Regions from separate parts of the Neogale vison genome. Here region 1 is linked to region 2. Evidence: chromatin contacts called from public Hi-C data. All regions are on one chromosome and are shown on one strand. Each heading gives the region's core, a stretch centred on a gene start, on an enhancer-like site or on the middle of the called end of the contact. The rest is flanking DNA. Distances are from core to core; before and after follow the strand shown. Region 1 overlaps SHB (SH2 domain-containing adapter protein B). Region 2 has its middle 12 kb from the start of SHB.

Region 1 (6,164 bases), core at 2,793-5,292, 150 kb before region 2:
TAGGCCCTTGGAGGAGGGACATCAACCGCTTTTGCAGTGTCCTGGAGAACTGGCCAGAGCTTGGGGTTAAAATCTTACAAAGAGAATCTCCAGGTCCCATGACCACAGTAGAAGCAGAATGCTCGCCGAGGGCTTTACCTGTTGACATGAGGCCTTTGCTGGAAGCGAGATGACGATTCCCCTCCGCTCACTCACTGGCCACAGAGAGGCACCAGCCCTAAACCACCCTGGGAGGGGACCCATAGCTCAGCTCCAATTGGCCCCACCTTCCTGAAACCCCAGACCCTTTTCACCATTTTCCTTAGAAAAGCAGCTCCATGAAGCTCTCTCCCGACGGGCAGGTGGGCCCTCTCTCCCCACAAAGCCTCCTTTCTTCCTGTGGTCACCATCTTGTGGTGGGGGGGGGTTGACAAAAAGGTCCTTGACTCCTCAGGGCTCAAGGATGGAGCTGCTGAAGTGGTTGGGCATTATGGTCAATAATGGGGCCCGCAAAAAAGGGAAAGAAAGGAAACAAAACAAAACAAAACAAAAAACCCAGTGCTGTGGCTCTGAGCAGCGCAGCCAGTTAGTGGCTGGAGGTTGTGTTCTGAAACAAAATGCTGAGGACGAGATATTGTGTGGCAGGGAGCCTATTTTTTTCCCCCGTCAAAGAAATCCAGCTCATTTTTTCCATTAATTGGCAGCTGATGAAAAAAAAAAAAAAAAGTCCAAACCAAAACCAAACCAATGCCAGTAACCTGAATGTGAGTGTTTCTGAAAGGGAAAAGCCGTTTCAATTGTTAGATATCCAAGAAAACATGAATACACACCGACAGAGGAAATGGTCACAATTAGAGGAAGAAGAGGGAGAGGTTCGTAAAATTAAGGCAAAAATTCCTTTTAGCAGCTCCCATCCTGTAAGCTAGCTCCTCTGTCCCTAAGGGTAGCTGGAATTTGGGCCTCCCAGGGAAACTTCAGGAAGATTAGGGCAGGGGAGGGCCCAGGAATCCCTTAAGAGAGCAAAGTCAACAGCAAAGAAAGCTAGTTTTTCAGGCGATAGGCACAGAACCTTTTCCTTCTTTCTTTCTTCCCTTTTTTTTTTTTTTAAATATTTTATTTATTTATTTGACAGACCCAGATCACAAGTAGGCAGAGAGGCAGGCAAAGAGAGAGAGATAGAGGAGGAAGCAGGTTCCCCGCTGAGCAGAGAGTCCAACTCCAGGTTTGGTCCCAGGACCCTGAGATCATGACCTGAGCCAAAGGCAGAGGCTCAACCCACTGAGCCACCCAGGTGCCCCAACACGGAGAGTCTTTTCTGACGAGGAATTTGGTGTGCAAGATTGTCCACTGAGAAGTTCACACAGCTCCTGTACTGACCCAGCCTGCAGCCACCGAAGTGCCCCGTCGGCCTCTGGGCCTGCAGGTGGAGGAGAAAGCTCATACGGGCTCACCCCTCCCCCCCCCCCAGCTTGAGGGGCTATTCCCACGTCCCCAGCCTCCTCTAAGTGGACCCTGGGGATCCAGTCTCCTTTGGCACTTGTTTGGACAAATGCCAATTACTCTCATTTTCTCATCCACTAAAAAAGAGAGATAGGGAGGGAGAGAGAAATGTGAATCACTCCAGGTACTCTCTTGCCTTAAAGGACGTTTGGGAAAATGCGAAACAGACAAAAGGTCAGGATGGAGTCTGGAAGACCAGACCAAAGCCGTGGCCTAAGTGGTAATCATGAGGCAGCTTGGCCTGTGGGAGCCGCAGGCGGGGCTGGGGCCGGGGGACGGCTGTCAGGACCAAGACAGCACCAGGGAGGACGACCCAAGGGGTGGACTGGGCAGAAAGAACGGTTGCCAAGGAAACAGCTTTGGCTACAAACCCTGGCAATCCACGGCAGCCCCCTCCGCGGGCACAGCTCTCCGTCCTGCTCTGCCCATTTGCCAGGCGCTGCAGCGAGTCTGCTCTCTTCTCGGGGCCTCTGAGACCGTTTGCGAGCTGCGTGCCGGAAGCATGGCCGAAGCCCGGGCGATTCTGAAGGTCTAGGACTGCCACTGATGCTCGGACGGAGCCCCTCGTGCTGGGGATGGTGGTCACCGAGCTTACGTCCGTTCGGATCGGCAGGGCAGGGAGGAAGATGCACGCTGAAGAAGACACCGCAACTCAGGCCGAGTTTGGATTCCCCGTGCCTCCGTCGGTAGATGGAAGCCGTGTCTGTCATGCTGTTGGGTGGGACTCTTCTATTTCTTTCTCTTTTTTGAAAGATTTTATTTATTTACTTGAGAGCGCGTGCACACGCAGGCGGAGTAGAGGAAAAAAGGAGAAGGAGGCTCCGTCCTGAGTGCAGGACCTCACGCAGGGCTCGATCTCATGACCCTGAGATTGTGAGCTGAGCTGAAATCAAGTGTCAGGTGCTTAACCCGTGGAGCCACCCGGAAATCCTGGATTCTCCTCCTTCCACCAGCGTTTAACCAGTGTAGTGGTGGGTGAATGGGCGGGGGGTGGGGGGTGGGAGTGGGAGCTCAGGGGGAACTAAAGAGTGAGCCCCTCACAGCCTTAGGGGGTGCTGCCCTGAAGGGGTGGGAGGAGTCCCCGCTCCTGTCAAGGACAGAGGTAAGTTAGGGTGGGGTGCGGCAAGGAGTGTTTGTATCTGCAGGGAAGCAGTGTGGATGGCCGGAGAACTCCAGGTCTCCCCACGGGTCAGGAGTGGTCTTCCACCAGGAGCAGGGTAACAGCGAGGCCATGGAGAGCCTGAGCGCTGGCCATGGAGCCTGCCAATTGGGCCGAAGAGCCTCTTCTGCTTATGAGCTCTGTGACCTTACGCAGGTTTCTTTCCCTCTCTGTGCCACCCTTTCCCCCACGTTAAATGCCTCAGAGGGTCGCAGGGGTGGGGGAGCCATCTGTGGATGGCTGGGTGCTGTGCAGACTTGCCATCCCTGGGCAGCTGCAGGAGGAAGGGAGAGCTTGGTTGTTGGGTCAGCGCCAGAGGCTACTGCTGCTGGAGGCTGAATGCGGGGCCAGGCTGCACCTTCCTGGAGGCTGGCTCTCAGGGGGCAAAGAAAACCCCCCTGCTCCACTGACTGCCTTGGCCCTGAGCTGAGGGCTCTGCCTCCCTCCCTCCCCAGGACCTGTCATACCACACGTGCCAGAGACATACCTTGCTCTGGGGATGAAACCAGCACTGCCCCCCTCGGACACCCTCTGTGGTGTATTAAAAAAAGAAAAAAAAAAAAGGCTAAGAATATATATTAAATGACTATTTTATTTACACACCCTATTCATAAATAATTGAAAGTTCTTTGTGACTGCACAATGATTCCTTGAAGATCCCCTAAAGATTATACTGAAGTGACTAAAAGTGGATTAGTGGGTTACTCACATCTGTGTGTGACCATGTTCTCTCAGGTATGGGCTCACACTCAGTCACACACACATACATACACACACACACACACACACACACCAGAGGGGAGGCGGGACTCCCAGGCTCTTGTGGGCTCTCAGAGCACCCGCATTTGTCTCCCAGCACCAGCGGGCCCGGTGGGAAACGGCCCCCTCCCACAGGTGTGAATTTGTGACAGCTGGAGAACAAAGAGCGGCAACCCAGGGAGCTCCCGCCCCGCCCCGCGCCCCTCTGGAGCTGCTCTCCTTTGTTCATCCTGGAAGGCATCTCTTTGGATTTGCAAATATTTTAATTCACAGAAACTCAGGGAGGGGTGGGGGTGGGGGCTGGGGTGGCGCGCTGGCTGTCCTGCTGTCTTTATCCAGGCTTTCTCCAGCCCCCACGAGTGGCAACAGCATTCTAGAGACATGCAGTGGTGTGCTAGTACCATACACACGACAAACTGGACGTGGCCAGCGACAGTGGCCGGGGGGCCTCTGGCTCCTCCAAGTCTGGGCCCTGTCACAGAGCAGCGTGGGGCTGGTCCGCTCAGAGGGTCCGCACAGCCACCGGGTAGAGGAGGGACAAGTGCTCGGCCCCTTTAATTGGCAGCTTTCTGGTGGTGTAGTAGTGGATGACTTCCGGGACACTGTCGAACGGGGGGCTGTTCTGACCCAGAACGTACTTCTCTTTGGTTTTGGCCAGTTTCATGTGCATAAAGCCCTGGTTGCTCCTGCGAACAAAACATGGAGGTTATTGGGATCTGCAGAGTGACCAAGGTTGAACAGCCATGCTACCCAGGGCGAAATGAAATGCAGCTGCCCCTCAGACTAGGAACCCCTCTGCCCAGCACAGACTAGGAACCAGCAACAGAAACTGCTGGAGAGTCTTCTGGGTTCTCCTCAAGAGCTTTGGAGGCTCCCTCAGGAAAACAAACCCCTGGACTTGGCTCCTCTTCCTGTTGCTGATGCAGTATTAAGCCTTGCATGGCAGGCACAGTGTGTTTAAGTCTCTAGCTCCCTAACAAGTATGCGGGACAGGTCATTGCCACCCCCCCCACCCCGTTTACAGATGAGGAAACAGCGTGGCACAAATGACAGGAGAGCTGTTTCCCAAAAATTAATGCTCCCCTTTCCATAGTACTCTACTGTCACTAGGAAGGGGTGGCCCAGCCAGGGACTACATTTCCCAGCCTCCCTTGCAGCCACTGCAAACATGTGACTAGCTTTAGTCAATGGAATGTCATGAGGCCATGTGTTCTTCGCCCCCAGTTCTGCCCCTATGCAGGCACTCTCTTCTCTGGACTTCTTCCCTCTGTTGAATGAACTCTGCCTCTTCCTCCAAGACCCAGCCCAAGTGTTTCCTCTGCCAGGAAGTCTTCCAGGCTCCTACAAGTAGAGCTCCTTTCTTCCTCTGACTGCATTGAGTATACTCATGCCTCCATCAGCACTTGCTTTGTTGAACTGCAATTACTTATCTTCTCAATTACTGAAAGTTCCACAGAGCAAGGCCCAGTCCGTACCCACCAGGCATGGCACCTGCTGAAAAGGGCAGTGTGTGGGTCCCTCGGAGATCAGAGCACAGCCTCATGCCCTGTGCCCCACGCAGCGTGTCAGCTACATCAACACGCTGTGGGGGGCACAGCTCTTGGATGGCAATGGCCACACTGCTTCTATCTGGCCCTCGCAGACCCCTCCCACCTCCCACCTGGGTCTCCGGCCACATTAGATCATGCACTCCTCGGTCAATCTGCCTTTGCCTGAGCCACCTTTTCCCTGCCCACTCAGCTCCAAGCCTGACCTTTTATGATGTTGCTGCCACACATGCAGATGCTTGGGTTTCCAAAGGACAGTCCAATTTACCTCATGTTTGTCACTTACTGAGAAAGCTAGGACTTGGACCTCCTGCTGCCTTCTCTAGACCCTGTCCCTTGGCACCGAGAACTTGTGACCAGCCCTGGGGGCCGGGCTTCCGGGACACCAAGGCCCAGCCGCCAGCGACGCCGAGCTCCATGTGGACACAAGTCTGCAAGCTCCTCAGCTCCAGCCCTCTTGCTCTGGCAGCTCCCACAGGGGCAGTGGAGGGCTCACACGCATCGCTTCCAGTCGGTACTGGGCTCCCCGCGCGCACCAGCGGCTGCTCTATTAATGTGTCAATTTGGACTCCAGGACCATTTTCAAATGGCAGAGCAAATGCTTAATGAAGGGTGGGCACTGAGCAATACATCTGCTCATAATAACGTATTTAGAAATGTCACCCTCAGCTTAAAGGAAATCGTTCGGAGAGCAATTATGTTTCAAGAGAGAATAATTCCTGTAAAGAACTAAAATTTAAATCAAGATTTTTTAAGGCTGACAATGTTCTAATTACAGAGCCTGTGGCAAGTTCTGCTCCTCAGTGAAGGGTCATTTCATTGGAGAATTGCCTCCGACGCCTCTGAGAAGCAGGAGGCGCGCTTGCTTCAGCTGCTAGGAAGGCAACGGTGTGCATTCCATGAAAAATGTACAACCCCAGTTAAGTGGAGACTAGCCACCCACCACGCTGGAGAGATCACAGAGCAGGGTGGGCGTGGAGCCTGGGACAATCATGCCTCTCTGTGTGAGTGGGTCGAGAGGGGCGATGTCTTGGGTGCCAGATTGCTGGGGGTCAACGACTGTCCCAGGTCTACAGCGGGGATGCAAAGCGCAGGCTGTGTTAAGATGGGATCGCAGCAGCTAGCTGTGGGCCGCATCAGGCCTAGGGAGTTGCAGGCGGAGCGGATTTCATTTTTAAGGAGGTTAAGGAAAGTTACTCCTATGGTTTAATGGGACGTTT
Region 2 (7,139 bases), core at 3,871-6,370:
CGCAAGAATTTACTTCTCCAAAGGACTACTTTTGCTATAAAGTAGCACATCCACCAAGGTCGCTGTGTGGGTCTGGTGCTCAGACTTGAGAATCACCTAGAAAACAGTGTTTAGATAATGTACACTGCCAACACCACTTCAGAGAAGCTGACTTAGATCCTCGTGGGTGGGGCCCAGGAATTTGCATTTTGGCATCAACCACAGCTGATGCTGCTCAGTGGACCAGGGGCCCACTTTGAGAAGCTCTGGCTCATCTCTGAGCTCCAGTCTGTGACATGAGTCAACAAATTGTGGTGGAGGCATTTCTGACTTTGGTTGCTGTGGTCTGATATTCAGAGGGTCAGCCAGGTGTGTCTCAGGCAGGCGGGCATCTCGGGTGTGGTAAGTGTCCCTGCAGGGGGCGTTCTGTAGCCTCAGCTGTGCACTCAACAGCTCAAGTGGTTGTTCTTATTTATTCTGAGCAAATCTCCCTTGGTGGTGGCCTGTTTATGGGGTTCTGAGAAATGGAGATTAGGCAGGAGTAAGGGGGGAGGAAGAACAAATGTGAACACTAACAGTGCACTGGCCACTATACTCTGGGCATCACACCAGTGGTATCTGCCAGTGTCCTGTGGAAAGGCTCACGATAGACGGTAACTGCCGTATTCCAGCTGAGATGAGGACCCAGAGGTCACACAGTTAGTTGTGGTAGATGCAGGTCTGTTCAACTTAAAGGCCTTCCTCTTTACTTGTCTTCTTGTGGGCTGGGAGGAGTGGATGCATTTCTAATTTTTCCCTTTTTGTTTTGAAAAATTTCAAACAACAGAAAAATTGCAAGAATAATACAATTAACTCCATAGACTCTGTTAGCATTTTTTTATAATGTAGTTTTATTTTATTTTATTTTTTAATTTTTAATTTAATTTTATTTTTTTATTTAAATTTTTTTTTAAAGATTTTATTTATTTATCAGAGAGAGAGAGGGAGAGAGAGTGAGCACAGGCAGATAGAATGGCAGGTACAGGCAGAGGCAGAAGCAGGCTCCCTGCTGAACAAGCAGTCCGATGTGGGACTCAATCCCAGGACGCTGGGATCATGACCTGAGCTGAAGGCAGCTGCTTAACCAACTGAGCCACCCAGGCGTCCCTCTTTGTTAGCATTTTGCCACATCTGCCCTCTTACCCAATTTTGCCAATCCATTTGAGAATTTTGAAGCATTGTGTTGAATTACTCGTAAATGTTTCAGCCCATCTCCAAAGAAAAAGGACATTCTTCTTAAAACCACAATAAAATTATCATACTTGGGAAGTTTAACATTAATACACCGTAGAGGCTGCTTTTAGACAAGCTTGAACCGTGGAAACTCCATCAAGGGAAAGGCCCACAGCAACCTGGTGGCTGAAGACAAACCCATCAGGCGACCTACCTCAAAATATCCATAGACCCTAACTAACCAATGGGGTACTTACAGCCAGGTACAGTCAGCAAAAAAGAGAGAATTCCATCTGTCCCCATACTTCCTCATCTTCCACCTTTATTTATTGATTTTATTTTAAATTTTTGAAGATTTTCTTTCTCTGAGAGAGAGAGAGAGAGTACCTGTAGCAGGGGAGGGGCAGAAGGAGAGAGAGAAGCAGATAGCCTGCTGAGCAGGAAGCCCAAAGTAGGGCTGGATCCTGGGACATTGACACTGGGATCATGACCCAAACCAAAAGCAGATGCTTAATTGGCTGAGCCACCCCGGCGTCCTGTACCAACTGTTTATAAAATGTCTGTCACAACTTTTTTTTTTTTAAATTTTAATTCAACATCCAGTCAGATCACTCGCTGCGTTTACTTGTCACATCTTTTTAGTATCTTTTCATCTAGAATGGTATTACAGACTTTTTTTTTTCTTTCTTCTTTCTTTCTTTCTCCTTCTTTATTTCTTTCTTGCTTTCTTTCTTCCATCACTTTTCCAATGAGTAGTAGTATGTCAGATTGTTTCCTCAGGACTATATTCTTCTCAGGGCTTCATGTCAGAGGGACAAAAGATATGCCATTTTGATTGTCCTCCACTGTCTCTTGCCAGTGAAAGGATACAGTTTGATTCTTTGAATTGTTACAAGGACTATTGTAGGAAGAAAAGCAGCATAACTTTGAGGAATGAATGTAAATTTTGAAGAGCAACAGAAGCAAGTTCTAGTCCTGGCTCTAATCTCCAGCTAATTGAGCTTAAATACAATCTAGCCAAATACCTTAAATACAACTCAAAATATCCTGTTCCTTTTTCCAACACATCTCTCAGATGCACCTTTTTCCGTGCTTCCCCATTTCTTCCATTCTAGAGCACTTTTATGGTTATTGCTTCTTTTCTGTTTGCCCACACCCTAATCTGTCCCATACATACTACCACTGGTTGGCCTACAATGTGTTTCTTGCTACTGTATTCACCTGGCCTCCTTCCTCAGCACATCAAGTCTGAATACCTAATTTTCAACACCTTCCATATTTTGATCTCATCCCACCTACCTGAACTTAACCTCGCACTGTTTCCCATGGGGTAGTGTGATTGCTTTTGATTTGGCAGCTAGCACATCTTTTTTCTTCCCTCATTAGAGTGATGACCCCTCCCTCTCCTCCAATGTATATGTATGTATATATGCATGTATCGGTTAGGGTAGGGTCACAAACAGGATTCACTGGAATTTAAAGTAGGGAGGTATTTAATAAAGCATTAAGGGGCACCTGGCTGGCTGCAGAAAAGGAAGCAACTCCTGATCTCAGGATTGTAAATTGGAGCCCCATGCTGTATGTAGAGATTACTTAAAAATAAAATCTTACCCCCAAAAGTAAAGGGAATTAAATACTTACAAAATCATTGGAAAGTCTGAACAAAGATCAAGGAAGATCACCAGTTTGTCACTAACTTTCATAGATAAGAATTTGAAGAAATGGGAAACCAGTAGAGATGATCACAGCTACCTTCAATTCTAAGGCCTAAGATTTTCAGGAAAATACTTAAAGACCACTGCAAAATGTCATATCTGCCTAAGCCTAAAGTTTGACACTGCCAGAGGGGCAAGAATGTATCTTCTACCTTATTCTGCCTTCTACACTTTGCCAAGTGTTTTTATTTAAAATGATCTACTCCAGGGGTGCCTGGGTAGCTCAGTCCTTAAGCGTCTGCCTTTGGCTCAGGTCCTGGGATAGAGCCCCGCATCAGGTTCCCTGCTCCGAGGGAAGCCTGCTTCTTCCTCTCCCACTTCCCCTGCTTATGTTCCCTCTCTCGCTGTGTCTCTAAATAAAATCTTTTAAAAAATAAAATAAAATGTTCTACTCCAGGATCTGTAGATAGGGGTTCTGGGACATGTACTTCCCAGACTTCTAGACCCTGTGATATAGGAAAGAGTGCAGAAGGAATGCTGGATCAGTGAAAGTCTTTCCCTGGGTCTCTTCTGATTGAGCTAGTGAGGAAGACTCCCTGGTTTCTTCGGCCACAGCTGGAAGTATGTGAAACTGCTTACTGTAGAGGCCATCTGTCCTGACTTGGAGGAAACTCAGATGTGGAGGGAGAGAATGAAGCCCTTAAAAGATGAGAACAGAGTGAAAAACAAGGCTGGAGATGGAGAATGAGACAGAAAATAGGAAGCTGATGATAAGATTGTGTCAGCCCTGGATCTGGTCATATGACCTTTTGCCAGTACTATCGGTGTCTTTCTCAGCTATTTCAATCCATGAATTTCTTTTTCTGCCTAAGCTAATTTTAAGTTGGATATTTGTGTTATGACCAAAGGGTCCCAATGAATAGGAGGGAGACATGTGAACATTACACACTCAGAGTGTGGTATGTGCTGTACAAAGAGGGCTAACAAAGTGGTGTGCCCACCCAGAGATGATGTAAGAAGGGAGTGCATCTCCATTTGGTCTTGGAAATGTTATTTTATTTTATTATTATTATTTTTTTAAGATTTTATTTATTTATTTGACAGAGCAAGATCACAAGCAGGCAGAGAGGCAGGCAGAGAGAGAGGAGGAAGCAGGCTCCCTGCTGAGCAGAGAGCCCAGGAACCTGAGATCATGACCTGAGCCGAAGGCAGCGGCTCAAGCCACTGAGCCACCCAGGCGCCCCGGAAATGTTATTTTAGCCATAACTTTTATCTTAGTTTATTTCTCATGTCCTTTGCTTCCTTCCAGAATATCCTCCTCCTTCTCTTCTTGTGGTATTGTGATTTATAATAAGAAATATACACTTGGTCTTCATCCTGTTCCTAGCACAAAGCTCCGAAGACTCTTGGAATTTCTTAAGTGTTCAGAGCATAAAAGTGCAGTGTTGTCTTTTGTTATTCATAGCGAGCTCTTTTCAACCACACCTGTTTATGTTAATGAGGCGCTTTTGGAAAGCCCCTAAAAATGGGGGCTGGTTGCCAGGGGAACCAACCTAGTGATTAGAGCCTTGAAACTGTCAGGATCCACCCTCTTGCCTGGAAGGGGAGAGGGGCTATAGTTGAATTAGTCGCCAATGGCCAATGACTGAATCAATCATGCCTAAGTAATGAAGCTTCCATAAAAGCCCATAAAGATGGAATTCAGAGAGCTTCCTGGTTGGTGAACATGGAAATGTGGGGAGAGTGGCCTGAAAGCCCCTCAACCCCTTCCCACTTCCTTTGCCTTAAGCATGTCTTCTATCTGGCTGTTCCTGAATTATATCCTTTTGTAATAAACCTGAATCTAGTAAATTAACTTTTCCTGAGTTCTGTGAGCTGCTTGAGCAGATTAATCAAACCCAAGGAGGGGGTTGTGGGAATCTCCAAGTTATAACTGGGGAGCACAGGTAACTTGGACTTGAAATTGGCATCTGAAGTGGGGCAAGGGAGGCAGTCTTGTGGGATTGAACACGTAACCTGTGAGATCTATTGCTATCTCCAGGTAGTGTCAGAAGTGAGTTTCCAGCTGGAGTTAGAGAATTGCTTGATGTGTGGAAAACCCACACATCTCGTGTCAGAAGTCATATGGTAGTACGGTGAGTGTAAAAGAGACACATAGAAATTTTTTTCCTATAGTTTTCAGTTTTCAAGATACTTCCTGTCTTCCAAATATCAGTTCAAATCTGCCCTTTCCAGGGGCCTCTATAATTACTTCACCCATTTCTGAATTCTTCAAGTTCTTGGCACAGAACAGTTGAACATAAAATTATTGTTAATTTTGTGTGTGTGTGTGTTTTAAGATTTTATTTATTTATCAGAGAGAGAGAGAGAGCAAAAGCCGGCAAAGGTAAAGAGAGAGCACAAGCCGGCAAAGGTAAAGCAAGGAGCTCAATGTAGGACTCGATCCCAGAACCCTGGGATCATGACCTGAGCCGAAGGCAGCGGCTTAACCGACTGAGCCACCCAGCCGTCCCTGTGTGTGTGTTTTGACTCCGTATATTAACTGTAAACTAATTCCTCAAGGCTATGGATTACATTTTACATGAACTCTCCGGATTCCCCTTCCCCAGATTTATCACACCATGGTGCTCAGTTGATACTTGGGAGATGATGGATTGATTTGCTTATTGGAGAAGCTGAAGTTGCCATGGGCAGTTAACTGGAGTAGTAGGAGGGGAGGAAAGGAATGCTGTCCAGGTACTAGCCATCCAGGAATAAGGAAGCCTTTCCAGAAAGAGTAATCAAACTGGCTGGAGTTGCTTGGCACAAAGGGGTGAACTTTTGAGTCCCACTTAGTGCACCTTTGCTAGTGGCCACAGGAGGGCGGCAGAGGGTACGGCCCGGGTGTCAACGCTGTAGGTACGGTGGCCAGATTAGCCAACCAATCAGCTAGCTGAGTCCCCCTGGAAAGGACCTTTTGGTCTAAGTACCTTGCACAGGATGAGGTGGGCCTCCCAGCAGAGATCCTGGAAAGGAAGTTGCCTGGATCAGAGATGGGAAAGCCAAGAGATGAACAGGTGGATGGTGGACATCAACAGGCATCTAAGAAAGCTCAGAATCTCCAAAATCAAAGCAGTGAGTGAACTTTTAAGAGATCTAGATATTCTCTTAACGGCAAGGGGATGCCTCAGTACCTTGGCAAAGGAAGCAGGAAATCCAAACATGGTATAGTGCTAAGCGCAAAGTCTGGAAAGCAGGAGTCTTGGAGTCCTATTTCTAAGCTTGTAGCTCCTCAGCCTTGGTAAATGCTTTTGCTGTATGACTAGGGGATGACTTTCTCCTTTCTGAGCCTCGGGTATCTCATCTTATACAAAGAGAATTGGTAGATATCTGGAGACTCAGAGACCAGACCTGTCTTTGCACTGGGCTCCATGGTGGCCAAGTACCCTTCCAGCTTGAATGGTCTCTTGGGTTATGTGAACAAAGCAACTCAGTTGTCCATAAACACATTTATTCATGACTCATCTCTGTGTACACCTGCTCTCTTTAAAACTTTCAATGGCCCTTGACCCGTAGAACCAGGGCTGTTCAAACAGGCTGACCCTGGGATGTGCCACCCCATGTCATAGCACACATTCCACTGTAAGTGCAATTATTTTTTACTTTAAAATAATCTTAAGGGTGTTTTTTAAATTTGGCTTTCAAAATTACTTTGCTAATTTAATTTTCAGTGGCTGTGATTTCTCAGAAATCACAGTACATACTTAGGAATTCCTTGAAGCGAAAGGACCCACTAATTGTTTGTAAATATAATAAACTTTTGATGGCTACCAAATTGGACAATTTAGGGAGTTGACATAATACTGTATGTTGTGGGAATTTGGTTAAATTTTGATTTTGGAATTTTCCTTTTGTATCCTGGAGCAACAAGAATGTATGTGGGGTGTGAGCATTTTTCTGGGCTCTTGAAAGGCTTGTATATCCTCAGTCCTGTGTGTGTATGGTACCTGATGAATTAAAACCCTCCTGCCTGCGGCAGCTGACACAAATTGGGGGGTGGTGGTTCTTTCAGTTATTATATTTTGTTTCATGGCTTCTGGTCTGGGAGCCTGAGCAAGCTTTGAGTGCATCAATAAGAAAAAGATGCCCCCTCCTACTTCCCTTTAATCTCTGCAACTTCACTGCAGCCATATCTAGAAGCCAAGTCATACAGGCAGGCACCGAGGTAGCTGAATCCCCCTGCTCTGGACATTTTGTAAGGACAGGCTCCTCCCAGCCCTCTCAGGCATACACGTTCAAGCCAGACACCATCCC

Evidence for each region. Hi-C and Micro-C count contacts between places; a contact is called where the count stands out from the background.
Region 1: a Hi-C map of fibroblasts shows a contact between it and region 2, with 6 times the contacts expected there. The contact joins two enhancer-like sites. A contact is called at or near these places in 2 of 3 Hi-C or Micro-C datasets (fibroblasts and muscle).

The regions. Positions count from the first base shown.
Region 1 is chr9:33,786,874-33,793,037 of ASM_NN_V1, reverse strand. It overlaps SHB (SH2 domain-containing adapter protein B), which reads right to left. Exons shown (of 6, transcript XM_044265306.1): 6 at 3,213-4,083. The coding sequence ends at 3,900. Among named protein-coding and RNA genes, the nearest start is that of SLC25A51, 17 kb to the left of the region's middle. Within about 2 kb of position 4,042, the one cell type or tissue checked has open chromatin away from gene starts, as enhancers often do. A contact at or near this core is called in fibroblasts, where this site is marked.
Region 2 is chr9:33,637,427-33,644,565 of ASM_NN_V1, reverse strand. No RefSeq gene overlaps it. Among named protein-coding and RNA genes, the nearest start is that of SHB, 12 kb to the left of the region's middle. Within about 2 kb of position 5,120, the one cell type or tissue checked has open chromatin away from gene starts, as enhancers often do. A contact at or near this core is called in fibroblasts, where this site is marked.